Linked DNA regions of Muntiacus reevesi: all the other regions are linked to region 1. A link is a contact called in public Hi-C data. All regions are on one chromosome and are shown on one strand. Each heading gives the region's core, a stretch centred on a gene start, on an enhancer-like site or on the middle of the called end of the contact. The rest is flanking DNA. Distances are from core to core; before and after follow the strand shown.

Region 1 (2,635 bases), core at 66-2,565:
AAACAGGTCCTCTCAGTTATTAGCGGACAGCAGTCAAGTCCTATTACATCTGATCCTTATACAGTTGTCTAAAACATTTCTATCCAGGTTAAGGGCTCCGATCGGCAAGAGAGAGAGGCAGGTTAGCGAAATTTGGATGGGGGCAGGGTAGACGCTGGGAGAAATCTCTGCATCTCAGCCCTCAGCGACAACACTCAGCCAGTGTGCCCACAGAAAAACTAAATTCGGCACCTCTTCCTCCTGTTACACTGGCAACAAAGAGGGAGTTTCCGTAACGCTCCCGTCACCCTCCAGGTGCCCAATCTCCTTCCCAGCGCAATCCCCGCGCTCCCGCAGGGGCCTCGGTGTGCGAAGAGGCCTGGGTGTCTGAGGTCAAGGCACAAAGGGGGGATGGGGTGGGAGGCGAGCCGCTGGAATCTGGGAAACCGGGTCGTAGGAGGGCTCCGGGATCCTCTTAAACGCTTGAACCTGGGCCGGGGGCAGCCGGCAGGAGAAAAGGGACAGAATCTCCAATAGAGCAGAAACTGTAATAAGGTGGGAGATGGGGCGAACAGCCCAAGCTGGAGCTACTCCTCCAGGAAGCACAGAGGATAGTCTGTAGATGTGGAGCGGGCGGACTCCAAGGAGGTGGGAAGCGAGGAGGCAGGCCCGGAAGACGAAGGAAGGGGGGGTGCCACCTGGGGCAGAGAGCAGGCGTCCTTGTTGCCTCTACCTGCGGGCTGGCGGGACGCGCCGCTCAGGTGTGACTAGGAGGCGGCGGCCAAGTCTGCAAGGGGCGCCCCGGGGGCCGCGCTGAGGCGCCTGCCAGTCGGCTGCCCTGGGAGCCAGCGCGGGGGCTACGGCGGGACAGGGGGAGGTGCGGGTGGGGGGCGTCTCTGGAGTGCACGGTGGGCTGAAGGGAAGCTCGCGGGTCGTGGAAGGCGGCGGGCGCCCGCCGCGCGGCGCGGGGGAAGCATCCGGGCGGGCGGCCGGGAGGCGGGAGCCCCTCACCTGCGCGGCTGAGGAGGCGGAGCTGCAGCAGCCCATGGCGGGGCCGGAGGAGCCCGGAGGCGGCGCCGGGCGCGCAGCTACGCCCCGGAGCCTCTCGGCATGCGAGCCGGCGGGCGCCCGGGGAGGGCGCGGCCTGGCCCCACACGACTCGACGGCGGCGGCGGCGGCGGGTACTCAGGAGGCGGCGCGGCTCGGGGCGGGCGCCGACCACATCCCCCGGCGGCGGTGGCAGCGGCTGCGGCTGTGGCTGCGCGGCTCCTGCTCCGCTCCTGCTGCTGCAGCTGCTCCCCAGCGGAAAGGGGCGGGCGGCGGCGGCGGCGGCGCCTCCCCCTGTCCCCCGCCTCCCGCCTCCCGCGCCCAGTCCCTCTCCCGCTCCCTCTCCCGGGCCGCCGCCTCCTCAGCGCCGCGCGCGTCTCCCATCAGACTCCCCGCCCCCAGTGCAGCGCCGCGCGGGCGGCCGGGCGGCTGCGGCCAAAACTAGGCCGGGCCCTTCGGCGCGCGTCGGAGCCTGCGCGGTACCGAGCCCATTTAGCTGTGGCACCGAGGCAGAGCGCTACCTCTGCGCGAGAGGGCGCCTGAGTCTGGGGCGCACGAGGGCTGGGCAGGCTCGCAGCCGAAATGGGGTCGGGTTGTTTCCGGACCCAGGAGGCACGGGCGAGGCTTGCGGAGCTGTTCTGTATCCCTATTGGGCTTGCAACCCGAGGACCCACCCTAATGGTTTCTTACCTCTCAGGTGACTGATTTTTATCCAGAGGAAAGAGTACGCAGTAACCCCGTGGAGAAGTACTATGTGATAGAGGACAAGGAGAAACAAGCATCTGTTGCTACTCGCCCCATTTTGCTGATATGGAAACTATGTCTTGAAGGCACCGAGAGTTTGATGGAATGCACCCAAGGTCGAAATTGTTATAGAGGGACGAAAATAAGGAAAAGGGAAAAAATTCTCCAGGTCTCTTAATTCAGAGACATACTGGATCTGAACGAAACTTTACACAGAATAGTCCACACACACACACACACACACACAAATGAGTATTAATTCATCATATTAAAACATACGTATACCGCAGGTATACTAAGTTCCAGTAATTTACAAGCACTGGGAATAAAGAGGTGAACCAAACGACCAAAGTTCCTGCTGTCTTAAAAGTCCTTGTTGTTCCGCGAATATGCTAGGCAGTATCAGCAAGTTAAGAGTAAGTACTTAGCTGTCACCATCTTCAAGAACTACAACCCCAAGAGGCTGAGAAAGTGTGATATGAGAACAGTTAAAATGTGGTAGGAATAAAACTATAGATCATGCTTAATATTAGAACCACTTACGAGGCACTGTTTTAAGCTTTTTCATGTTTCCCTTCATCCTGTCAAAAGAATGTCTTAAAGACAGAATCAGTTAGGGGAAAAAAACTTATTTGCAAAGGTGCAAAGGAGACTAGAAGGCCTGACTGCCAAATGAAAGACTGCAAGTTTTAAAGATTACTCAAAAGCTAAGGGGGGAGGAAACAGTACAGAAATAAGCTGACTTCAGGTGCACTGAAAGGGAATGGAAGCAAAGGAAAATCAAGATGGGAACCTAGGGACCACGAAAGGAAAGGCCAAAGAGGAATTCCCAGTTGGTGTGTTTCAAGTCGTTAGGTCTGTTACC
Region 2 (2,635 bases), core at 67-2,566, 450 kb after region 1:
AAATATATCAGATATCAGAAAATGGGTCAATGCAATAGTAACAACTTTTCAGGGAATTCATATTTGGAGATCAAAATATGTGATCAACAGCACACATTTTATTATCACTGGCAGAAGAAATATACAATAGGAAAGCTCAGGGAAAGGTTAACGGCAAGGGGTATGTGGTTTGTGAGAAGTCATGAAGTAATTTTTGTTGATGAGTGCTTCCTTTTCTCTAAATTAGGGCTCATTTTCCTTAGTAGTGACTTCCAATTCATTTATAAGAGAACATCTGGTTGACATTTAATAACGTCAAAGTACAGAATAAAATTCTAAGGAATAATTCTTGATCCTGCCCCAGTAGAGAAAATCAGGATAAAGGCTGTAATGCTAATCTCCGGTGAATGGTTTCTCTTTAGTCTCCACCAGAAAGTCAGTTTGAGAAGGAAGTAAAAGCCTGAATATCAAAAGGAAAAATCTCTAGGTTAGAGTCACAGAATAGGCCAATCCCTGACAGTTAAGCGGAATCACAATAATCTATTTTGTACATTTCTCATTCAGATTAAATGAAGTTGTCATCATCATATTTGCTACGAGGTTCCTGACAGTGGCTGGCTCGGGCACCAACCTCAGGAGACAGTGATAGCTGCGCAGATGCTCCACCACGCGAACCCTGGGCCCTCTCTTTAAGGTTCTCTGCCTGCAAAATGCTGGGAGGTTGTGTATTTCATTTAAAAGGCGGAGAATTGTTCTGTTGCTCCTTCAGTCTGGAGGGGCTTGTCAAAACATACTGAGAGAGGCTGGACCAGTGCCTAGTACAGGCCCCAATGCGGCAACAGCAACCTCGCGGGTCCGCAAAGACGCAGCAGCTGGCGCTTCAGGCGTGTCCTCACGACCAGCGGGCACCCAGGCTAGGCGACCCTGGCAGTGGGTCTTCTCCTAAAGGCACCCTTCCTCCCTCCTTCCGCGCGTCCCAGGGACCCCCGCCTCCGGATTCCGAGACTTGCTAGAACTTCTCGGGCAGCACCGCGCGGGCCGGTCTGGGCCCACTGACGCATGCGCGGCCCGCGCTCTACCCCCGCAGACGCCCCCGCCCCCTGCTCTCCTCCCCCAGGAAACGTTTTGGGCGCGTCCCGGCGGCCGGTACCTGAGGCGCCATCGTTGGAGCGGCCAGGGCCCTAGTCAGGCTCTTTCGGAAGGCAAGCATGGTGCGGCTTCGAGCGCTGAGAAGGGCAGCGGCCGACACTCTTCCTTAAATTCCTCGTCTTGTGTCGTCCTGACTGGCAGGGAGCAGCGCCTGCACAACTGCGGGCGGCCGGCTCTGGGCGGGTCGGCTCCTCCTCCTGAGGGGGAAGCGGGTGGGGCTGGCCGCCCCGTCAGCCGGGCCTCCTCCGCACGCTGAGCTTCGGAAGCGTTTGGTGTCAGCTCTAACTCTCTCCGTTTGTTCTCTAAAACGTTCTTTTCCTCAGCGTCAGAAGTGATATTAGAATTAGCAGGATGTTGACGTCCTCGTTCCTGTACCACCTGTCTGGGCCCATCACCTCGTCTCCTTGCGCACTTGCGTACAGTTAATTGGTAAAAGCGCGCGTGTGGGACGCGAGTGTGTGACCAGGGAGCCATCACTTCTCTCTGTGCATTTTCCTTCCCCGTCCCTACTCACAGCGTGAAGCTGTAAGGCTCCAAATAATTTACATTGTATTTTTCACGAACTCAGAGGAATGGGGGTACCGAGCTAGATATGAACAATTCAAAGATAAACATACGTTGTCAAAATTTTGGAACCCTTAAGCAAAACCTCTGGTCTAGTCTTCCCTATCCCTGATTATTGCTCATCAGAATAACCACCTTCTAACATTTCGAGCTGTTTCTTCTAACGCCTGTTTCTGTATTTTAAAATAACACGCATATTCTGCTGTTTCTTGGGTTTTTTTTTTTCTTTCTTTTCTGTTTAGATAGCATCTTTTGACTCTCTCTATGGGGGAAGAGAATTTACGTCTCTAGTATAGCACTCCCCCCAACTAATTTCCCTTTCTGCATCTAATAGTGTTTCCGCTAAAAAAAAAAAAAAAAATCAATTGATTACATCACTAATTTACATTATTTACATCATATATGTTGATGGTATTCTTGCTAATATTTGCATTATTGCAAACATTAATGTAATATTTCTTATATTATCAACACAAGGGGGGTTAGTTGTGGCTTGTGCAATGACTTGAATCATTCCTTCAGAGGAAAGGATGCTTTTACAAAACAAAGCATTATCTGTGCTCAGACTGGATCTTTATGTTTAAATTAATTTTCTTAGACCTCCCTCCCCTACGCTGGAATTTATAATTCATTCCCTCATTCAAGCTGTATTAATTAAATTTCCTCTATGCTGACTGAATCACTTTTCCAGAAACTGGGGTTCACAGGTGAACAAAACACAATGTCTGTGTGTCCTTGGTACTTCCAGGTTAGGGGAGGCAGACAAATGAAGGAAAAATATATCAGGGATTAAAACAAGGAAAAACAGTAGAATAGGGAGAATCGAGAGTGCTGGAGGTAGGTAGCAGAGACCGCTGGCTATTTCCCAATAGTCATTCTTCTCCCAAACCCCCTTAAAAAAATACCAGTAGAAAGAACCCAGGCAGCTTGGTGCAGCCATGTG
Region 3 (2,635 bases), core at 43-2,542, 290 kb after region 1:
TCCTTAGTGTTGACAGAACCACTGACATATGGACCTGGGTTCAAATCATGGTCTGGAGGGGCTTGTGCAGCTGGGGGCCCAGATGCACACCTGCAGATTCTTCTGGAATATGATGGAGCTGGGGATGGGAAGCAAAGTTGTCTGGGAGCCTGCTCTCCTGCTCTACCCCTTTCTTGTCAAACCTCAAGTCAAAGCCTAAGGAGTCTGGTTGTGAATCTACCCTTCCCAGTTGCTCCAAAGGTATCTCTGTCAAATAGGAGGAACTTATTTTACAGTTTGTTAGCTTTATTTTTGAGTTAAATATTGAGACTTAAAAGTATGTGGGCCTCCATTTGTGCACTTCTGTTCCTCAAATGTTATGGGCTCTCTTGCTCTTGCCTGTTAAAGCCAAAGCCAGAAGAAGAAGCTGAAGAATTGGAATGGTTATGTAATTTTACAAGACTGCGATTCTCTAGCAGTACTTTGCGAACCTGTAGAAACCTAAATACAAGCCCACGTGTATTTATCTATCACTGCTGACTAACATGGTGAAAATAAAAAGGAGATTGGTCCACATTGTTCGGGTTTTCTGTGGCCTCCCCCCCTCCTCCCAGTTTGCCAAGGGAGGGAGCAAGACAGTTTTCAGGGGTCCTCCTGGGACTTGGGAGGTCCAAAATTGGGAACCCCAAAGGTCCTTGAATTCCAAAGTCAGGGTTTGTGGTGGACAACAAAACCAGTCAATTGTCCAGAGGACTGTCCATCTTCTCCCAAATCTGGGCATTTAAAGGAAAAAAAAAAAAAAAGACGAAAGGGTTGGCATCCCTAGGGGTTTCAGCCTTGCTTTCTCTTCCCCTTCCTTCTCCTATCTCCGCCCCCCAAGTCCCTCCAGCTGAGTAAATTAACAAAGGAAACAAAAGTTGCTGAAAGAACTAGTTTAGCGAAAGCTATTGGTTGCCCTGAACCTGGATAAGAGTCTCTGGCGGGCTCACTCCCAAGACCGGCGTTCGCCCCTATCCCTGCGCCGGCGGGCGGGTCTGGGGCGCGGGGCGCGCACCTACGCCGAGGGTAGGCTGGCTGCACCCCACTGGCGCCCTCCGCCCCCAGCCCCGCGCGCGGCTGGACGTCGCCCGTTTAAGGGGCGGGACGCGGCTCCACGTGCTTTCTGCTGAGTGACTGAACTACATAAACAGAGGCCGGGAAGGGGGCGGGGAAGGAGGGAGAGAACAGGCTTTGACCGATAGTAACCCCAGCGCTCAGCGCCGCCGAATCTATAAAAGGAACTAGTCGCGGCAAAACCCCGGTAATTCCGAGGCAGAGTGAGTGCTGCCGGGGCCGGCAGAGACGCGCCGACACCTCTCTCTCTCCCCGGGCGCAGGTGGGCAGAAGAGGGGCGTGCAACCAGCGCCGCCACAGCCAATTTCTCGGGGCGCTTTGCTCCCTTTACGCTCCTTCTTTCCCGAAGGGTTTTTCAAGGGGTTGGGGAAAGAGCCACAAACACAAAAGTGGAAAACAGGTAAGAGTCTCTCCAGCGACTTGGACGTTATTGTTTCGTTTCGGGCCGAGGGGACTTTGGGAAGCTCTGGGTTTCGGGGACTTTAGTCCGAACCCCCACATCCCCACCTACTGCAGCGCAAACAGGGGCTTGTAAATGTGGAGAGGATGTCCTAGGAGGAGCTCTGGAGACCCAAAGACGCGACATCTCTGCGCTCAGGGTTCGCCCGCGGTGGAGCTCGGGGAGCATCTCTGGGCGCGCGGAGACCCGAGCGCAGTGGCTGGGGCGCAGTGGAATCGGGGGCTCCCGGTGGTGCTGGAGGCGCTGCCGCTGGAGTAAGGAGAGTGGCAGGTCTGGCACTGAGCTATTCCCTTTGTTTGGAAGCGCCTGAGCCGGTTGGAACCCTCTCTGGCTGCGGGTCGGCCGGCGCCCACCGGGAAAATTGCCAGGCGTCAGAATCCCCTCGGTTCCTAAGCAGCTAGTCCGGGTCGGGCTCTGATCTGGGGATAGGTCCCCTGCGCCCCCGGACGGGAGCGGCGCTTTATGGCTCACCAAGAATGCGAGTGGGGGCCCTTAGCGCTAGTGCTCTTTTGAGGCCTCGGGGGCTTTGTTTGATCAGGGGGTTCCTGTCCCATAGTCTCCAAACGCTTCCAGGAGCCGCCGCCTCTGACGCTGTGGGAGGCTGGGGATGGGGGTGGGGGAGACGGGCGGGGCGGAGGGACGAGAGTTTTGTTTCTTTAACAAACGGTGGGGAGGGGGGCTTGCGGGAACCTGGAGCTGAGGTGACCCTTCCCTCTGCTCCCCCCCATCTTCCTGCCCTTTGCTGCGTGTCTCTTGGAGCAGCTCCAGGCAGGGCACAGATGGGGAAGCTGGGGTGAGACGGTGCAGCAGAATGACCGAGAGTAACCCCGGCGGGCGGTGCAGAGCTCGCGGCTCCGCGGGCGGCCTGCGCTTCGCGGTGGGGGGAGGGAGGGTTGGGCGCCGGCTGCCGGTGGCCACGGGGGGCACTGATCCACAGCGCCTCCTGGCCGGTGGCCTGGGAATCGGCTCCTTGGTCGGAGTGAGGCCAGGCTGTAAGAGGCTTTGTCGCCCGCTGCGGTTCCGACCGAGATCCGGTGAAGACGGGTGGTTGTAGACTGGGAGGAAACCTGGGGGATCAGGCGA

The links. A called contact is a pair of places that touch in the nucleus more often than the background predicts.
Region 2: a Hi-C map of muscle shows a contact between it and region 1, with 4 times the contacts expected there. The contact joins the promoter of NIPSNAP3A here to the promoter of SLC44A1 in region 1. A contact is called at or near these places in 2 of 3 Hi-C or Micro-C datasets (blood and muscle).
Region 3: a contact with region 1 is called in a Hi-C map of muscle, with 4 times the contacts expected there. The contact joins the promoter of ABCA1 here to the promoter of SLC44A1 in region 1. A contact is called at or near these places in 2 of 3 Hi-C or Micro-C datasets (blood and muscle).

The regions. Positions count from the first base shown.
Region 1 is chr10:26,242,720-26,245,354 of mMunRee1.1, reverse strand. It overlaps SLC44A1 (solute carrier family 44 member 1), which reads right to left and starts at 1,315. Exons shown (of 16, transcript XM_065946996.1): 1 at 991-1,315. The coding sequence starts at 1,026.
Region 2 is chr10:25,791,460-25,794,094 of mMunRee1.1, reverse strand. It overlaps NIPSNAP3A (nipsnap homolog 3A), which reads right to left and starts at 1,316. Exons shown (of 6, transcript XM_065947162.1): 1 at 1,130-1,316. The coding sequence starts at 1,189.
Region 3 is chr10:25,952,166-25,954,800 of mMunRee1.1, reverse strand. ABCA1 (ATP binding cassette subfamily A member 1) reads left to right here and starts at 1,292. Exons shown (of 50, transcript XM_065946638.1): 1 at 1,292-1,492.